2 separate regions of the Sus scrofa genome follow, and region 1 is linked to region 2. The links are chromatin contacts, called in public HiChIP or PLAC-seq maps. All regions are on one chromosome and are shown on one strand. Each heading gives the region's core, a stretch centred on a gene start, on an enhancer-like site or on the middle of the called end of the contact. The rest is flanking DNA. Distances are from core to core; before and after follow the strand shown.

Region 1 (4,974 bases), core at 2,305-4,804, 34 kb after region 2:
TAGGTACTAATCTATAGGTACCAACTAATCTGTAGTGTCTGAACCACTTTAATAGCTCCCATCCCATCCCACAAATAAGGATGAAAGCATTATATCCATATCCATTGTGGCTAAACTGTCCCAAGTAGGGAATTGCCCCAACTTTACTCGTATCCTCTGTTCTGAGTCTACTTACTTTAGTGTTTCCTGTTCTCACTCCACTGCTTGATACCTGATTTCTTTCCCTCTGCCCACCTCCTCTGTCCTGATATTTGTTTGGCTTGTGTGTGATCTGGGCAATACTGAACAGGTAGAATCAAAGCCTGTTGAATGGCTGGACTAGAGAGTTTCCAACTTCCTTTTTTAAAAGTGCTGATTAAGCATCTATTGTACTGAGTAATATAAAGTAAGACTGTAAGCAGTAAGACGGCTTCCATAAGTTGCACAAGAAACATCAGTTTCATAGAGTGGCACTTCATGATTTATGACAGAAAATCCAGAAAAAGAAAAACAATTCTGTAGCACTTAAACTGTGTACTCTAAGTTCTTTTCTGTGGAAACAATGCAGTTAACTAAAAGGTACATACATGGAGAATCTCAAACTTGATTAATCAATTGCTTAAATCTAGCTACTGGTTCAGCAATAACTCCATAACAGCCCAATAATTCCATAAAAACATTTCCACTGATTTTTTTTTTTATTCAGAAAAAAACAAAAAGAGGAGTAAAACGAAAATTCTGATCACTTGCAGTATCTATCAGCTTTCAATTTGGCTCTCCTGTTTAAACAAAAACAAATGATAAAAATTAATCTAAGTGAAACATCATATATTCAACTGCTACTAAACATAAAATCGTGTTTAGAATTGTGTTCTCAATTTTGGTTATTATATTACCACACTGCTTGTATTAAAATACTTCAATTAAAATTTTACTTTTCAGTTTTACATATCATACTAAATAGATTTTATTCTTACAAAAATTACAGAATTTCCTAATCTTGCCTAAGGGCTTTTTTAAATCCATAATAGCAATTTAAATTTCCTCTGATTTTAAACATGCCCTAAACTTCTATGTAACAAGGTAGCAATGATGTATTTTCATAAGTCATATAACTTACAGGATATAGATCTTTATTCTATTTCTTTTGGGTCCATATCCTGATTATTTTTTATATCCCATTCTTTTTTTTTTTTTTTTTTTTGTCTTTTTGTCATTTTAGGGCTGCACCTGTGGCATATGGAAGTTCTCAGGCTGGGGGTTGAAACAGAGCTGTAGCTATGGGACTACTCGAGAGCCACAGCAACGCCAGTTCCGAGCTCTGTCTGCGACTTACACCACAGCTCATGGCAATGCTGGATCTTTAACCCACTGAGTGAGGCCAGGGATTGAACCCACAACCTCATGGTTCCTAGTCAGATTCGTTTTCTGCTGCGCCACGACGGGAACTCCATATATCCCATTCTTGATTTCTTAGAAACAGATACATGCTAATTTGCTTAGCTGGAAAAAATTATTACATCATTTGCTGCCTGCAAATAACCACTTGACTGATGGGTAAATGGGAAACATACAATAAAGCATTAAGTAATATAAAAAACCTTCAGTCTAAATTTGCAACATAGGACTTGAACAAGTAGCAACAGATTACCAAATTCTCTTTTGATCTGGCAGTTACTTGATTTATACTTGCAAGCTCACAGCTAAACCTAACTATTTTTTTAAATTATAAATCTAGGACACTGCTTACCTAAATAGGACTAGTAATAAGTAAATATTCATAATGTGCTATGATAAATATCCTGCACACTTCTGAATTCAACTTAATTAAATTTATTAAGTACTTTCAGTCAATCCTGAATTTCTTACAACAAAATATATAAGCACTCGGAATCTGGCTATGTTCAGATATTCTTTCTTAGTGATCTTTGCCCAGACTTACGATGTCCTTTTTAGGTAGTAATACCACATTAAAAAATTAGAAATAAAGACAAAAATTTGAAAATTACTATAATTAAAAAAATAATATGGGTTTATATACATCACTTCTATGGGCTACTGAAGATAGGTGGAAATGAATAAAAATACACCTACCTGTCCAGAAGCGTTTCATGCAAAAACCCATCTTTCCGGGCCTTTTTAAGAATTTTACTGTCTTCTTTACTTACTTTAAGTTTGTGGTCTTGGAAGCTCTGGAATTTCTTTCTGTTAAGAAAATACCTTTCTTGAAAAACATCTCACACTTTGATTATACATACATGTTTACTGATGAGCTTACAAATATTTTAAAAGGTTTTCATTCATTTAAAAAAACTAGTGATAATTCTTAAATAACATATAGCTTTTCAGCTGCAAAAATGACCTTAGTATCTCACCATCCATCAAGAGAGCCATTGTTTGGGTAGCTCTACAAATTCAACACTTGGGAATGGGGGCTGGAGTCTCCTGTGTCCTGGCAGCATTGGTTGGCATTATGTACTGACAATTATCCCCACTCTACAGAGTAGGGGAAAGAGACTCACCCAAGTGACCTGAGCTTTGAAAGCTAGAAGGATAGTGAGGAAAACAAACCTTAAGAGATGCATTCAGTTTAGTGCTGTGTCCTAGAGTCTACATTATGCTGCCTCCTCTTGCCCTTTAGGTATTTTATTTTAGGCACTTTGAAAAGCATGCCACTGCTAAATCTATAGTTCTAAAAGGAAAAAAAAAATACTTACACATAATTGATTTCACACTGTTTAACATTTCCTTTGTCTTCTTCTGGAATATCATCTTTTTTCTTAGTTTCTCTTTCGGCACAGGATCTAATCTGGATATTGGAGATGAGAAACCAACAGGTTACACATTTATTTTTCCCCCTGCCCCACTTTACTTATTACAAAAGAATATTCTAGGTGATTTATGTAAAAGAAGAAAAAAATTAACTTAGCAATTAGGGTGAGAAAAGGACAGGTTTTAGATAGTGTTTTTATTTATATATATAATTTATGTAAATAATTGCTATTATGTTTCCCTAGAGTCCTTATATCAGAAAGAAGTCAGAGAAAATTATTTGAAAAGCGTATTATATATAGATCAGATCCCATAAGCCAATTAGGCAATAAATTAATTTTGGTCACAAAAGTAAATACAGTAGGATCAGATTATCCCAATATTTAGGGTTTATTTTATAATGTTGAAAGTTTAAGCCAGTAGCTGGTTTACTGTCATAGGATATTAACAGATACATTACAATTTTTAACATAATACAATTTATTTTCACCTAATTGGAATCTATCCCTTTTAACTCCTCCTTATAGCCTCATAAATTTTGACTGACAATTACTATCACATGCCATAAATTAACTGACACAGATATAGCAATAAGGATCAACTGAGCAGGGCAAGAAGGGGACAGAATACAGGGCTGTGGAAGTGGCCAATCTGCAACCCAAAGGACCCAGATCTTCACAGCTCAGAGCACAATTCCAAGGTTGCTTAGAAAGTGGTGACTAATAAAGCATGTGCTAATAATATGTGTGCAACAGTTTTGGCTGGGGGGGGGTCCTAGAAGACTTGAGGAAATTCCAGGCCATGCCTGTGACGCAATACTTTTGACGGCAGTATTCTTGAAGGCCAGGGCATAAAGGTGGATGCCGACACAGGCTAGCAGAGCCTGAGATGACAAAGGCAAGGTGCAGAGAATCCTGGATTATCACTGCTCAGAGGTTCAAGTACCTGACCGACCAAAAAGATCCAGGGAAATGAGACAGGTACTTCAGATAAAGATGGTTGTAATTAATGATAAATACAGCATAGTGGGATTCCCCCCACCACCCCTGTAGACGTGCAAGTACTGCACATGTATGTGCACTCTGTCTTCAATAATCATACTTTTATAGTGTAATCCAGATGAAAAACAATTTAAACAAGATTCAATAAAATATAAATAAATAAAATTAAAAATGGGCGAGTCAGAAATCCACTTGCATTTTTCTAATGATTTACTTCCTCAGAAGCAGAATGGTGAGGGATATAATTTCTAGAGTCACTTGGGCCTGGCTACCTATCCTGCCTCTCCTGTATCACTTTCATGAAGGGACTGATTCAAATGGTGAGGGTCCAAAGACTGTTTCCTTCTCTGTAAAGTTAAGGTAATACTAACTACAGCATAAGAACGTTATGAAGATTAAAGACAACAACGCACATGACGCATTCAGGAGAGCACCTGCAGCTATTTGCTTTAGTAAAACTGAGGATTATGAAAATTGAGAACACTTAAAAAATAAATGCAAATATATGACAGAATTTAACACAAAGCATATACAGATACTTGACTGATGCTTTTATTTTTTTAATTATGTTTTTAACTTTTATTTATTTATGCTTTGGCTGCACTTTCAGTCGAAGTGGAATGGAAGTTCTTAGGTCAGGGGTCAAATCTGAGCTATGCCTCAGCTGCAGCAAGACTGGATCCTTAAGCCACTGTGCTGGGCTAGGGAATAAAACCCAAGCCACCACAGAGACAATGCCAGATTCTTAACCCACTGCACCACAGCAGGAACTCCAGATATTTGATAGATGGTTTTAAATTATGCTGATAGTAGAAAAAAATGTAACGTGGATTTTTATGCTTCATTTATAGGGATTAAGGTCACTTTAGAAAAGGTGTTTTTTCCCCATTTCTTTAAGTCTTCCACTTTGGCCCTCACTAATGCATTACACACAGCAAATCTGGATCAGACTGTAACATTTTAAAGAGATGTAGTCACACCATGACATGTATTAGTCAATAGAAAAGTGTCATGATTACCTTTATCATTTCTTCTTCTCCTGCTGTTTTACTTTTTGCTTCTATATCTCCTGCTTCATTGCATCTAATAAAGCAGCTATTTGAGGCCAGTAAAGCCATTTTCCCCTAAATGAAACAAAATAGCAAAAAATAAATTATAAGAATATCTGCAAAAAAATTCTTAAGTCTTGAGACTAAATTTTTTCTTCAGTCTAAAAGTAATC
Region 2 (5,417 bases), core at 2,030-4,529:
TTATAAATAATACTGCATTGAATATGAGGGTGCAGATATCTTCTCAAATTAGTGTATAGGTTTTCTCTGGATGCATACCCAGTAGTGGAAGAACTTGTCACCACCATCTCTTAATAGTTCTCTTAGTAGAATCAAAAACGACTCAAGAAATATGCCATATACTGAAAAGACTCAAAAAGGAAAAACCTACACATATTCCAAATCCAGTGATTCTTGTTTGTAATTTAAAGCTAGGCCTCATAACCTAAAGTAGTTTTGATATATCTCTTATCACTATGTGGCTACAGTTTATCATGGTAAATTAAAAACAAAAAACTGCTATTCTTGTCAATGGATGAGGTCACAACTTCTGTGACGTTCCCCTAATCCTTTCAACCAGCAGCTCCCAGAATTTCAAGATCAATTAAAAAATTAAGAGGGGCCCAGAACAGGATAATCCCAATTTTGTTCTCCAAGGTGAAGATGTTAAAACAAACAAAACAAAAACACACACATATAAGAAAGAACACTGTAATGACAAAAATTGAAAGGTCATAAGGTCAAAATAAAAAATGACATTCTAAATTAATTTAGTTTTACACCCTCATTTTTTCTCATTTCACTAAAGACTTGTGAAACAGCTTCCCAAACTGACACCAGTGGCCTGACTAGACTTCGACAACCACAGTTCCAGATAAAAACAATTAAATTCATGGAAGGGCTGATTCTTCTTGTTCTAAAAATACCTTTTAAAGTACATCTGATTGAAAAAATATTGAGAAGAAAAAAAAAAAAAAAAAGCAGACCCTGATATCTGAAACTGCTCTGAGGTCCACAACTAACTCTCAGTATTACTTCATGCGGGTCTGACACTTAAAACCATCTCCTGTTGGACATAACCAACCTCACAGAATATCCACCTCACTTAAGGTTAACCCGAAACATGATCAAATGAGACAAAGCAAGTCCACTTCATGATTCTGTCTAAGCACAAATAAAAACAAGCATACTGCAACCCACAAAGTACCAAACACCCTCTTCTCCTGCTAAACAAATAGATGACTGTTTCTTATTTACCCTGTGTTGCCCCACTTCCTAAAAGCATTCGATCTAGAGCAAACCCCATTCTTTATACCTACTCTTAAAACACATAACCAAAGTCTAAGTTATAAAATACGTTTTCCCTAATCCCCCCTTTTGGCCACACCTGCAGCACATGGAAGTTCCCAAGCCAAGAAACGACTCTGAGCAACAACTGTAGAAACACCAAATCCTTAACCCACTGCACCATAACCTTTTCACCGAGAGGTCCCACAATTGATGGTGTCCTGCATTCTCCTTCACTGCCAAAAATAATAAACCATATTTACTCAACTACAGGTGTGTTTCCTGGGGTCTTTAGCTGAAAATCACTGATAATATCAAAGCATAAAATTCTTTAAAAACTTCTATAATCCCAACTATTTTATTTATTTTATTTATTTATTTTTTTTTTTTTTTGTCTTTTTTGCTATTTCTTTGGGCCGCTCCTGCGGCATAAGGAGGTTCCCAGACTAGGGGTCGAATCGGAGCTGCAGCCCCCGGCCTACGCCAGAGCCACAGCAACGCGGGATCCGAGCTGCGTCCGCAACCTACACCACAGCTCACGGCAACGCAGGATCCTTAACCCACCGAGCAAGGGCAAGGATCGAACCCGCGACCTCATGGTTCCTAGTCGGATTCGTTAACCACTGCACCACGACGGGAACTCCAATCCCAACCATTTTAAAGCAAATTAATTCCTTGCCCACATGCATAAACTGTGTATTTTTCTCGTATTGAAATTACTGTGCATACTATTTTGTATTCTGCTTAAATTTGCTTTACCTTATATCGATTTTGAATGGCTGAATAGTATCTCACCACGATTTTATTATTAAAGTATTTCGCCTTAGAGAAATAAAAGAATAAAATGCACATCTAGCTCCCAATGTCAATAGCCTACCTGAGCTACTCAAGATTACCCTCATCTAGGCTTAGGTCACATGCACCCAAGTTCCTAGTTAACTGATTTGTTGGTAAAGAAAAATGCACTCTTATTGCTTTTAATGAAGAGAATTATGGGAGTTCCCACTGTCGCTCAGCGGAAACGAACCTGACTAGTACTAGTATCCATGAGGACGCAGGTTCGATCCCTGGCCTTACTCAGTGGATTAAGGATCCCGCCTTGCTGTGAACTGTGGTGTAGGTTGCAGATACGGCTGGCCTCTAGCCTTGCTGTCGCTGTGGTGTAGGCCAGCGGCTACAGCTCCTATTCCACCCCTAGCCTGGGAACCTCCATATGCAGCGAGTGGGACCCTAAAAAAAGCTCCCCCCCAAAAGAGAGAATTATGCAAGAGCACCAAACTGGGTGACCAGAGGCTTGATTTCAAGCATGCTTAAGAAAACAATAGTGTGACCTCTAGCTAGCCATTTTCTCAGAGTCTACTTCCTCCAAGTAAAATAAGAGTGAAACTGGTCCCTCATCGTCTTTCGCAAGTATCAGCTCTGTGTTCCTGCTACTTCTCCGAAGGAGAGTCACAGGACGGGTATTCACAGGACCTTGGGAAGGTGAAGGCCAAGGCAGCCACATGGGGGCGGCCTCGGTTACTCCGTTGCCCTGACTGGGACGCCAAGCCCTTTTCCAGGGCCCTCGGAATCCTTAGCTGCTACTTCAGCACCTCGTGCCAAAGTCTTCAAGCAGTTTGTCACTTAACTGTGTACACAAGTCAACTGGAACTTTCGCCTGCAGTTCTGGATGCGCTAGTCCGGCACTCTTAGAACAAGTGCAATCACTCAAATGTGCAAATCACAATCACCTTCCCGCAGAAATCAGGATTTCCCGTAAAGATTTCCTTGTTCGTGCTTGTACCGAATCAATTTGGGGTGAGGTTTGTCAGCCCGGTCCGCACCCACACCCCTGCCCAGCAATACATCCACCTGGGTAAAGAAGCTGCCAGGATCAGGTGTCCCTCACGCCCCGCTTGCCCAGCCAGCCCAGCACCTACGCCCCACCTCACCCCACCCGACCCCACCCATGCTCTTGCAGGACGCTCTCCGAACCCTCGGTTCCAGCTCACTCACCGGTGGCACGTACTGCGCCACCGCGCAGGCGATGGCAACGCTCAGGAGGACCAGGGTTAGGCGACTCCTGCCCTGCATGGTTCCAGCAGCCAACACCGCTGCAAAAAACGCCAGCTGAAGCCGCGGGAGGCAGCACCTGAGGTCGGAACATGCCACGCCCCCGCCGCCGCGTGACCCGAGAGCCAGACCGCACTATAGGAGGACGGATGGGGGGAGACGGGCGCCCAGGAGGTGGGACAGCAAGGAGAAGACCAGGCTTTCTGGGGGTGCAGCAGGACGAAGGAGCCGTCCAAGAGGACACACCAACCCACAGGATGGCGTTCAGCGCTCATGTTAGGACCGTAGTGTTGTCGCGTCTCCCCCTCTCCCCCTCCGCTTCGCGGGCAGTGGTTGCGCCGGCCCCGAGCCCCGGCCCCGCCCCGGGTTTAGCTGAGGAACTTTTTCCCTGGATCTGGCAGCCGAGGGGCCGCCCCCATCTCCGAGTCTGTGGCCCGGCCAGGCGATGCCTTGCAGCGTCCCCAAACGGTCCAGGGCGAGGTCTACAGTCGGGCCGCTCGGTATCAGGTGGCCACAGAAAGGGTCCAACTCAGGAGAGTCTCAAAACGCGGCGTAGCACGCGACCCGTCTTTGTGCTCAGAGGAGAGCGGGGCCGAAGTGAGTCAGGTTAGTGACCATGGGGTCACCAAGCATGTGTCAGGGGCCAGGAGTGGGGGGGATAACTAACCCTCACGGATACCCTAGGCTGTGAATTATTCATCTAGGCTTACACAGATAAGCAGACAAGCCGCAGAATTTAGGTTTTAGTTACCTGCCTGTATACAACATGTGAAATGTTCAGGTAGAAGCGCGAACCTTCCTTCACTGCAGGTATTCAGCAGCTCTGCGTTTTCACCTAACTCGTGAAAGGCTTTAGGCTGGCAGAGCCAAGGCGACCTTGGGAGGAGGGTAGTATTCAGTGTCCCCTGGGCCTGCACTTGAAAAACAAAGTGTTTGGATTTTCTTAAAAGTCCAACAGGAAAGTTTACCCTCTGGGTTCCACTCTTTTGGTTGAACCTCTTTGACATCCAATTAGAATTTTTTTTTAATGCTTCAGTAAAACTCAGAATACTGTCATTAAAATCGTCATGTATTTCTTTTTTCCCCTGTGTGCGTGAAATTGAAATCTTACCCATTTTTATTACTTCGTTAGAAAAATTAATCTTTTTGTTGGAGATTTGGAATTAAGAATTTTGATATTTGAGAGTTTTTATTTTTGTTTTTTAGTAAATGACAGGTTTCCTCTCTCTGAGGAGGAAGTTTAACATTTGAAATACATCACATGATTAAAGTGGTTCCCGATTCAGCAGTGAGCAAGCAGATCATAAGATGTTACTTAATTTAAAAAAATTCACTGTCCATGTATAATGTGTCATTTCTTCAGACACTAGGAAAAGGCAGGAACAAAACAGACAGTTCTCCCCTCATGAGGCTTAAATTCTAGATGAGAAATGGACAATAAACATCATACCTGAGAAAATGTATGTAGGATGTTAGAGGGTAATAAATGTTATAGAGAAAAAGCGTAGTAAGGGAGACCACGAGCAGGAAGAGTTACAATTTTGACATGGAAAGGAGAAGCATTATTGAGAAAGTGATGTGTGAGCAGAAATTGAGGAAGTTAGTTTTGTGAATTCCTAGGAAATATTTCAGGCAGAGGGAAGAGCTGGCACAAAAAGTTAACACTGAGAATGCACCTACCATGTTTGGCTACAGTAAGGAAATCGGTGTAGGTGGAAATAAAGGGGAGATAAAGAAGGTGAAGTCTGAGAGGTAAGGGGGTGGATAGAGCAGATTTATATGGCATTTAAGGAGCCATTGTATAGACCTGGGCTTCACTCTCTGCAAATGTGTAAATGGGTTGAATTATTTTGGAAAATAAAAAGAAAGAAAAAGAGGGTTCTCATCTTTTATATAAATAGCTACTTGGTTTGAAGATCATTCATCTTTGGGGGGGCATTTTTTAAATTTTTTTATTTATAGATCTGCACCCACCACCTATGGAAGTTCCTGGAGCTAAGAGTCGAAAGGGAGCTGCAGCTGCTGGCCTACACCATGGTCGAGGCAACACCAGAGCTGAGCCACATCTGCCACCTATGCCGCCGCAGCTTGTGGCATTACCAGAACTTTAACCCACTGAGCGAGGCCAGGGATTGAACCCACATTCTCATGGATACTATTGGGGTTCTTAACCCACAACAGAAACTCTAGATTTTTTTAATTGAATGAAAGATTTTTTAAATTCTGTAGTGCTTTACAGTTTTCAAAAGTTTCACACACGATTTCATAAAATCCCATTT

What was found. HiChIP or PLAC-seq counts read pairs in DNA pulled down with a chosen protein or histone mark.
Region 1: a contact with region 2 is called in an H3K27ac HiChIP or PLAC-seq map of alveolar macrophages. The contact joins the enhancer-like site here to the promoter of ASAH1 in region 2. A contact is called at or near these places in 1 of 5 promoter capture datasets (liver), 13 of 47 Hi-C or Micro-C datasets (alveolar macrophages, blood, embryonic fibroblasts and 8 more) and 2 of 2 datasets of contacts at active chromatin or transcription factors (alveolar macrophages and skeletal muscle).

What each region holds. Positions count from the first base shown.
Region 1 is chr17:5,780,202-5,785,175 of Sscrofa11.1, forward strand. FRG1 (protein FRG1) reads right to left here. Exons shown (of 9, transcript XM_003134193.3): 6 at 4,772-4,876; 7 at 2,697-2,788; 8 at 2,074-2,184; 9 at 646-758. The coding sequence ends at 722. Among named protein-coding and RNA genes, the nearest start is that of FRG1, 18 kb to the right of the region's middle. Within about 2 kb of position 3,555, at least 3 of the 83 cell types and tissues checked have an H3K27ac peak or open chromatin away from gene starts, as enhancers often do. A contact at or near this core is called in alveolar macrophages, where this site is marked.
Region 2 is chr17:5,746,532-5,751,948 of Sscrofa11.1, forward strand. It overlaps ASAH1 (acid ceramidase), which reads right to left and starts at 3,280. Exons shown (of 14, transcript XM_003134187.6): 1 at 3,082-3,280. The coding sequence starts at 3,159.